2 separate regions of the Macaca mulatta genome follow, and region 2 is linked to region 1. A link is a contact called in public Hi-C data. All regions are on one chromosome and are shown on one strand. Each heading gives the region's core, a stretch centred on a gene start, on an enhancer-like site or on the middle of the called end of the contact. The rest is flanking DNA. Distances are from core to core; before and after follow the strand shown.

Region 1 (4,403 bases), core at 1,249-3,748:
AAAAGGTACATAAAAGGCAGAGACATAGGAGCAAATGGGATAGGAGCAAATGGGCTTGGAGGGAGAAAGTCCTGGCCTCCAGGGCTTCAGTGGAGAGAGGAGACAGGGGCAGGAGCTATGCAAGAATGCCTTTTCCTGCAGCTTCTCCTCTCTCTCATCCCCAGCTGAAGAGAGTGCCCCCAACCACAGCTGCCAGAGTCCCAGCCCAGCCTCCCAAGATGGGGAAGAGGAGAAGGAGGGGACCCTCTTCCCAGAGAGGACACTTCCAGCTAGGAATGCCAAGGTGAGGGGCCAGCAAGATGGGTGGGGGAGGCACTTTGATGAGGCAAAGGGACTAACTGACCCAGCATCTTCCTTCCTCTGCCAGCTACAGGACCCTGCTCTAGCTCCACGGCCTCCCAAGCCAGTGGCTGTGCCCAGGGGCCGCTGGCCTCCTCAGGAGCCAGGGGTCAGGGAGGAGGCTGAGGCTGGGGATGCAACTCCAGGAGGCAACAAACCCCAGCTGAGGCTGGGATCACAGCAAGACCAAGAGGAGCCCGAAGTCCAAGGTCTGCCACCCTGGCTGAAAGGGGGGCTCAGGGCACCTCTAGGACTTTGCTGCCCACATCAGGTCCTCTTCCAGAGCATGGAATGAGTGAAACCAGGAGTCACAGCCTGGATGAGCATCCCAGCCTGACCCCCACTCCTGTGTTAGGCCTGCCTTGATTGTTATTTCAGGGCTCCCTGATCCAGGCCGGCGGACTGCCCCACTGAAACCCAAGAGGACACGGCGGGCACAGTCCTGTGACAAGCTGGAACCTGATAGAAGACGGCCTCCTGACCCCACAGGTGCTGGTGGTGAGAGGGCAAGTCCCCCTTCCCACCTATCTGTCCAACATGACACCCCTCGAAGCCCCAACACCAGGTGGCTGGCTGTCCCTGCCCAGGAAACAGGGCTCCCTGGATTTGTCCCCAGCAGGAACCAGTGAGCCAGGAACAGACTGACAACTGCCACAACACCCTCCTCAGCCCTCGACATGTGCCTCACAAGGACTCAGACCCCTAGCCACCCCCAGTCCCCCAGGGCCTCCTGCCAGCTCCTGTCCTACAGGGGCAAGATGGCAGGACCAGGCATGGGGGAGCTGGAGACAGGGACTAGAACAGAGGGAGCCACCTGGAGAGATGGAGGCTGTCAATGCCTGCCTCGATGCCTCTCTCTGCAGAGAGCTTCTGGGTGGGGGCTTGTCTCCTCCCCCAGGAGGGTGGATCTCTGTCCCTCTATCCCCAGGGACTCTCTCCCCACTTGTATAGAATAAAAAAACAAAATCACTGCCTGCCTCGAGTCTCTGCTATCTTCCCCATTCACTGCCTCCACCTTCTGCTCCTTTGCCACAAACCCTCGGAGCTTGGCCACAGTGGAGAAAAGTGAGAAACATTCCACAGGGATAGACTTGGGCTTCTTAGAGGAGCAGGAGAAAAAAACAGAGAACTGTCGAGGGAAGGGGACTGATAAGTCCCCAAGTCAAGGTGGGTGTTATGCACAGGGTCAGGGCTGAGCTCCCTGGAGAAGGAACCAAAAGGACAGAAACCAACACCAATGTCTGTCCAGCTTTTGGGGGTGTAATGGGATTGGAAGCCCCAGTGTACCAGAGGGACACTGGGGAGCAGTGCGTGCCTGTGTGTGTGTGTGTGTGTGTGTGTGTGTGTACATGCGCATGCACACTAATGGGGGAATTACATGATGTTGTGTCGTCCTGGGGGCACCCTCACTAGTCAGAAATCTCAATAGCAGAGTGGCTTGCAGGTGAACAGAAGTCTCTGTGGCATGAGGTCAACAACTAAAGTCGCTGCCTCCCATGGTGTCCTAGCAAATACTGTCTTGGCATTCAAGATCCCACTCAAAAGGCCCTTTCTCTGTGAAGCCCTTCCTGATGGCTTCCCCACTCATCCATATCGCACCCTGCCTTAACGTGCTCTCACTGCATCCTGAGCAGGTCCGTAACATTGCACCTGTCACACTTAATTGCATATGTGTATTGGCTTATCCTCTCTCTGTCTCTCTGTTCCACATACATCTGCCTCCCCCAGGGGCAGAGGCTGTGTCTTAATCACCTGTGTAGCCCCAGCACCTGGCACAGTGCCTGACACCCAGGAGATGCTCAATAAATGGCTGCTACATTAATACATGAGCAGCTTAAGGGGATGGAGGGTGAAAGTAAATGCTCTTGCATACTCATGGCAGACCACAATGTGCCCAAACGTCTTCACATGTGGTTTGCAGCTCCCCAAGCAACTGCTTACTTCCCTTAATTACTAATTTCACCAGTAATGACTTGTTTTGTTTCCTTAAGATCTGTGCATGGCACAGCCCCTCCCACAAGGGTAAGGCCGTATAGGTTGAATCTCCGGGGGTGTTGGGTATATTGTGGCACCGGGAAGAAGCCTTGGGAGTCAGTCCTTCAGCACATGCCCTCATGTGACCAGGATATGAGGTTGGGTGTCCTTAAGCAATTATGTCCATTTCCTGTGTCTCCTTATAAAATGGTGGCTAGGGAACTGGACGTCATTCTCAAAGCTATGACGTTCAGCAAGGTACGTGATGGTTTTTAAGGAGCACGGGAAGATCTACATTCTGCTGTATTCCGGGTTAGTGTGAGTGAGTACATGTGTGACAAGGACAGCCCGGTGTTCCTGTCTATGTGACTGCAGATATCCTTAGCTAGTATAACAATGTTGAAAGTGATGTGAGAAGGGGTATGTTTCCCAATGTGTATCGGCCGGGGGCTGTAACTGTCATGGTGTCACAGTGAGTTTATGTACTGGCGCCTGTGTGTGTCAAGATATGTGTGAGCCTGTGAGTCGTGGGTGCATGTGTCGCCATCATTTCTCTGTGTGAATGTGTATGCATGCACCACTGCAATGTGCGCATCTCTGTAATTCTGGGTGTGGGTGTGGTGTGAAGGGGAAGATGTGTGTCACTGTGTCTGTAGGGGTCCTGCCTCTAAGCCACCCCTAGCCCGCCCTCTTCCCCTGGTTCTGTGGCTTCCTCCCAGGCTGTGGCCCTGCCCCTTCCCTCTTCTCCCTCCCAATCCATCCATGCGGGGGGAGCTGGTGCTGCGCCCCCCCCACCCCTCCCCATCCAGGCCCCATAAATAGCAGCAGAGCCGGAGTTGGAGCCAGCGCCAGCGGCTGGAGCAGCAAGGGAGTCAGGGCCAGGGCCAGAGAGCCGGAGAGAGGAGCCCCCGACCGAGAGCCCAGGTGAGCCCACCCTTCCTCCCCAGCCCAGCCCCAGCCCAGCCCAGCTTGGCCCAGTCTCCATAACAACGTATCCTGGAGCCCACAGAGAGATCCCAGCCCTGCCCAATCCCTTCACCACCACAAGCCCCTGCCTATCTCAGGGACCCCCCAAGAACTGGGAGACTTGTGGCTGGAAAGCAGAGATCTCCCTCCCCCAGCCCAGACCCTCCCTCACATATCCAGAAAGGCACACATTGTGGGGAGGTAGATACCCAGCCAGAGAAAGGTCCCAGTTCTGAGGGAGGTACAGGAACTGTCACACCCTCCTGGAAACGGACACACAACATGGGGGGACTGACACGGAAGGTGGGGCACTCAGACACACCAATGCACACTCATTCGGGGAAGCATGACATGAGATCAGACAGCCTCACCCTGAGATCTGTACAGACACAGATAGATGGACTGACCGGCCATGAACTCGGGCCGGCATACCCCTGCCTGCTTCAGCCCGAGGCTTGGTAGCACTGCTGGGGGAAGGTGGCATGCGTGCATCCCACGGGCAGCATGGAGGGAGCCACGACTCCCCAAAAATCCTGTCGCTAAGAGACAGTGCCAGTGCTGCCAAGAAGTGTGAAAACAGGGGAGGTGGGGAGGGATGTGAGGCTTGTCATAGTTGGAGCTCCTGCCAGGAGCCTGAAAGAGCTTTCAGTAGAGCCCTGGTCCTGCCTCCCAGCCCACACCCCTCCTTTTCCATCACCTAGCCAGTAGGGGAATGGGGGCAGGGGGTGGATAGGGATACCCCAGCAGGGGACTTTCCAACCTGTCTCCTGCCCACTGCAGACTCCACTTCTGAGACCCATCCTCTTCAGACCTCCAGGGGCCTCTTCACCCCCTGCCCCACCCCCTTGCCCTAGTTTAGCTCCCTCGTGCCAAGACTGAGTGCAGCGCTGGCTCCAACACCAGTCGGGAAATAGCAGAAGGTGCTGAGGCCGCAGAAAGTATAGATCAATCGATGGCCTAGGAGCCAAGACTGCCAGGAACATCCCCACCCCAACCCTTCAGCCCTCTCCAGCCCCATCCATGCATACCTAGGCCAGCAGCACAGGGCTTCTGTGCAGGAGTGGGAGGCTCAGGTCCACTGACCTCCCCTGCTCAGAGCTCTGGTGAAGCTGAGCAGAGGGCAG
Region 2 (4,403 bases), core at 1,247-3,746, 95 kb after region 1:
AGATTGGCTGGGAATACCAGGTGCTGTAGGCTTTAAATTAAAAAAAAAAAAAAATAGAGGTGGCCTGCCAGGTGCGGTGGCTCATGCCTGTAATCCCAACACTTTGGGAAGCCAAGGCGGGCGGATCATGAAGTCAGGAGATGGAGACCATCCTGGCTAACACAGTGAAACCCCGTCTCTACTAAAAAATAGAAAAAATTAGCCGGGCGTGGTGGCAGGTGCCTGTAGTCCCAGCTGCTCAGGAGGCTGAGGCAGGAGAATGGCATGAACCTGGGAGGCGGAGCTTGCAATGAGCCAAGATCGCACCACTGCACTCCAGCCTGGGCAACAGTGAGACTCAAAAAAAAAAAAAAAAGGTGGCCAAGCGCAGTGGCTCATGCCTATAATCCCAGCACTTTGGGAGGCCAAGGCAGGTGGATCACCTGAGGTCAGGAGTTCGAGACCAGCCTGGCCAACAAGGTGAAACCCTGTCTGTACTAAAAATACAAAAAAAATTAGCCAGGTGTGGTGGCAAGCACCTGTAATCCCAGCTACCCGGGTGGCTGAGGCAGGAGAATCGCTTGAACCCGGAAGGAGGCCGAGATTGCAGTGAGCCAAGATTGCGCCATTGCACTCCAGTCCAGCCTGGGCAACAAGGGTGAAACTCCATCTCAAAAAAAAAAAAAAAAAAAAAAAAACAGAGGTAGCCAGGAGTGGTGGCTCACACCCGTAATCCCAGCACTTTGGGAGGCTAAGGCAAGAGGATTACTTGAGCCCAGGAGTTTGAGACCAGCATGAACAACATAATGAGACCCTGTCTCTATTTAAAAAAAAAAAAGAGGTAAGACCTTCACAGAATAAGTAAGTTAACTAGTCAAGAGATAAATAACAACCAAAAAAAAAAAAAAGCTATCTCAAGAGGGTATGTGTTTATGAACCAAAAGCCAGCTTGGATAAAAGTAGGGACAAGTTCCTGCCTCTGTATCAGATGGTCTGCCGCTGATGGCACCTCTGAGTACCCACCAGCACCACTGGGAAAGCGGGAGTTGCTGTGCTCAGTCCCTTCCTTGGAGGCTGCCTTCCCTACCTTGTGAGTATCCCAGTTCTGGAGCTTTGTGGTTATTGGCCTCCCAACAGAGGCTCCCTTCTTCCCTCACCTTCAGGTGGCTGCCGAGTAATGGAGCAGAAGGAGGTTCCCAATGGGCTCAGGGATGAAGCTTGTGGCAAGGAAACTCCAGCTGGCTATGCTGGCCTGTGCCAGTGAGTGTCAGCAGGACATGGGCATGGTGTTGGGCGGTGGGTAGAAGTGGTGAGGGCATGCCCAGGCAGTAAAGTGGGTCCCTGGGAGCAGTAGGTCTCGCAGTGGGTAGAAGGGAGGAGGCTTTCTGGGCAAGGGCATGGATAGATAGTAGCATGCAGTGTGGGCACAGGCAGGGGTTGTTAATCTTGTTCGTCTAAGTGTCTCAGAGCCCAGCTATGTTGACACACTCAGTTAATATTAGTCAACAGAACAAATATTCTGCTCCCTTTTCTCCCCAGGGCACACTACAAAGAGTATCTTGTGAGCCTCATCAATGCCCACTCTCTGGACCCAGCCACCCTGTATGAGGTGGAAGAACTGGAGACGGCCACTGAGCGCTACCTACACGTACGCCCCCAGCCTTTGGCTGGAGAGGATCCCCCTGCCTACCAGGCCCGCTTGTTACAGGTATAGCCTCCACCCAGCCTCACCTCTGACCCCACCCTACAGAAGTCACCTGGTGCAGGCTGTGTCTGAGCTCCAGGCTCCTAATATCATTACCTTCTCTCTCCTGCAGAAGCTGACAGAAGAGGTACCCTTGGGACAGAGTATCCCCCGCAGGAGGAAGTAGCTGAGAGTAAGGGTCCCGATGAGGGTCCCATGGCCTACTCCCTCAGGAACAGCTCCAGCACCAATAAAGAGGCATCTTACCACCCAGGCTTCTTGGTGGTCCTTCTTCCTGGTGCCACCATCTAGGGGTACCAGGGAAAGAGTGGGGTGAACAGAGCTTTGCTGAAAAGGGCCCCCTGCAACCTAGTGCCTGACCCTCCCTGGACTCAGGACCAGGAAGGAGTTGACACCCTGGATGGTCAAGGGAGGCCCTCCCCATCCAGCCACGTGGCCTGGGCTCCCTCCCTCCCTGCCTCCTTTCTTCCTTTCATCGAATTCGACTGGTATTTGAAGTCACCCAGTATGTATCAGGTGGGCACTGTAGGGGAACACAGATGCACAGGTGTACACAGCAATCCAGAGGTCCCAAGCCTGACTCCAGGAAACTGGCCTCCCTGGGGAAGCCGCAGTGTCACCCAGAGAAGGTCAGATACAAGCAAGAGTATCTGAGGGAGGAAGGGGAATGAGCCAGGATGGAGCTGAGCCGGTAGAGCAGGACCCCCTGCTGCGACAGTGGCATCCTGATAGTGAGATGCTTAGATGCTGCTGCCCCCTGGTGGCCACCAGTTCCCTGCAACTCTGAGACCACGTGATTTCTGGGAAAAGGCCCTCCCTGGAGGAGAACTGAAACTTAGGGTGGGGACTGTAGAAAGGGGTGGAGAGATCAGCCGCCCAGCCAGGAGTTAAGCTGAGGTCGTCTGAGCCCTGCAACAGCCTGGACAGCAACTCAGGTAAGATCAGCCAAGAATGGGAGTCATCCTGGGATCTAGGGCTAGAAAGTCCAGCCAGATTGGGGGTAGGGGGTTCTAGGGGTCCCTCTGCTAGACTGCGGGATAGACAGAAGACCTCTAAGTCAGGAAGTGGGAGATTCAGCCTGAGAATGAGACTGACAAAGGCCAGCACCTCAGACTCTTGTAGGCAAAGGTCAGAAGGACCTCCTGCTGGATTGTTCAGGGAAGAAGGCTCATTGCCCCAGCCTCAGTGGACCATTTGTTTCCTTGCCGTCTGGCCCTGCCCACTTGTGCTGCAGCTCCACCCCCACCCCTGCTTCCTGCCCCACCTACTCCTGGGGATGGCAGAGGGGTGGGGGTCAGAGGCTAGGTTGTGTAGGCTGTGGGGCAGTGGGTGAAGGGCCTGATGCATCTCAGCAGAGCCTGCCTCTGCTGATGCTCGGGAATCTAGACAGGGCCTCTCACCAGGAATGATCACCAAAGGAATTACTTCCTAAACAATACATTTCTGAAAAGTCCTAAAATTAAGACCAATGCCCAAGGTTTCCTTCCAGGTATCACAGCTTAGAATGCTAAAAACAATGTTTGGGTTTTTGTTTTGTTTTTGTTTTTTGTCATTGCTAGTGATGGCAGAAAGGAAACAATTCTGTCTCATAGAGTGTTGAAATGTGTCTAGAGCTAAAAGAAAATGGATGGAATCTCTGGGACCTGTTGCCAGAATCTAGTCTCAATGGCCAGGGTCTCAGGAGATGTTCCCTCCCAAAGTGTCAGTTCTGACGCTTCCTGCTCCTCTTATCCCCCAGAATGGCATCAGGCAGGGCACGCTGTACCCGAAAACTCCGGAACTGGGTGGTGGAGCAAGTGGAGAGCGGGCAGTTCCCCGGAGTGTGCTGGGATGATACAGCTAAGACCATGTTCCGGATTCCCTGGAAGCATGCAGGCAAGCAGGACTTCCGAGAGGACCAGGATGCTGCCTTCTTCAAGGTGAAAGGGCTTGGAAACCACTGTTCCTCTGCGTGAGGGATGGTGTATACACTGGTACACTCACCCTCGAGCACTTGCGTCTACCTGGGTTTCAGACAAGGGAGACATTGGAGAGGAAAACTAGCTGCATCATTTGCAGAGTCCAGTACAAAATGAAAATGTGGAGGCCTTGTTCAAAAATTCTGGGGATTTTGGCCAGGCGCAGTGGCTCACGCCTGTAATCCCAGCACTCTGGGAGGCCAAGGTGGGTGGATCACGAGGTCAAGAGATCAAGACCATCCTGGCCAACATGGTGAAACCCCGTCTCTACTAAAAATACAAAAATTAGCTGGGCCTGGCGGCGCATGCCTGTAGTCCCAGCTACTCAGGAGGCTGAGGCAGGAGAATTGCTTGAACCAGGGAGGCAGAGGCTGTAGTGAGCCGAGATCGTACCACTGCACTCCAGCCTGGCGACAGAGTGAGACTCTGTCTCAAAAAAAAAAAAAAAAATTCTGGGGATTTCAAGATGGCAACACAGAGCACAGACCCTGCATGATCCCTTCTGAGCTTAGAGCTGCACGCCCATAAAGCCAGTCCTGTTGGAGGGGCAGCTGGAGCCTGTAACACACTGCCTCTTTTTCCCTTGCTTTCTTTCCTAGGCCTGGGCAATATTTAAGGGAAAGTATAAGGAAGGGGACACAGGAGGCCCCGCTGTCTGGAAGACTCGCCTGCGCTGTGCACTCAACAAGAGTACCGAATTTGAGGAGGTTCCTAACAGGGGCCGCATGGATGTTGCTGAGCCCTACAAGGTGTATCGGCTG

The links. A called contact is a pair of places that touch in the nucleus more often than the background predicts.
Region 2: a contact with region 1 is called in a Hi-C map of fetal cortex germinal zone, with 2.2 times the contacts expected there. The contact joins the promoter of IRF9 here to the promoter of CPNE6 in region 1. A contact is called at or near these places in 4 of 14 Hi-C or Micro-C datasets (blood, fetal cortex germinal zone, fetal cortical plate and 1 more).

What each region holds. Positions count from the first base shown.
Region 1 is chr7:97,182,015-97,186,417 of T2T-MMU8v2.0, forward strand. CPNE6 (copine 6) reads left to right here and starts at 2,499. Exons shown (of 19, transcript XM_015143423.3): 1 at 2,499-2,605; 2 at 2,607-2,625; 3 at 3,123-3,237. The coding sequence starts at 2,579. It overlaps CARMIL3 (capping protein regulator and myosin 1 linker 3), which reads left to right. Exons shown (of 40, transcript XR_013396131.1): 37 at 165-283; 38 at 368-548; 39 at 718-828; 40 at 959-1,309. LOC144330191 (a long non-coding RNA gene) reads right to left here and starts at 3,748. Exons shown (of 3, transcript XR_013396138.1): 1 at 3,687-3,748. LOC144330192 (a long non-coding RNA gene) reads right to left here and starts at 155. Exons shown (of 2, transcript XR_013396139.1): 1 at 1-155.
Region 2 is chr7:97,277,203-97,281,605 of T2T-MMU8v2.0, forward strand. IRF9 (interferon regulatory factor 9) reads left to right here and starts at 2,497. Exons shown (of 9, transcript NM_001260669.1): 1 at 2,497-2,619; 2 at 3,423-3,603; 3 at 4,242-4,403. The coding sequence starts at 3,424. RNF31 (ring finger protein 31) reads left to right here. Exons shown (of 22, transcript XM_077940761.1): 20 at 1,143-1,239; 21 at 1,519-1,687; 22 at 1,797-1,936. The coding sequence ends at 1,850.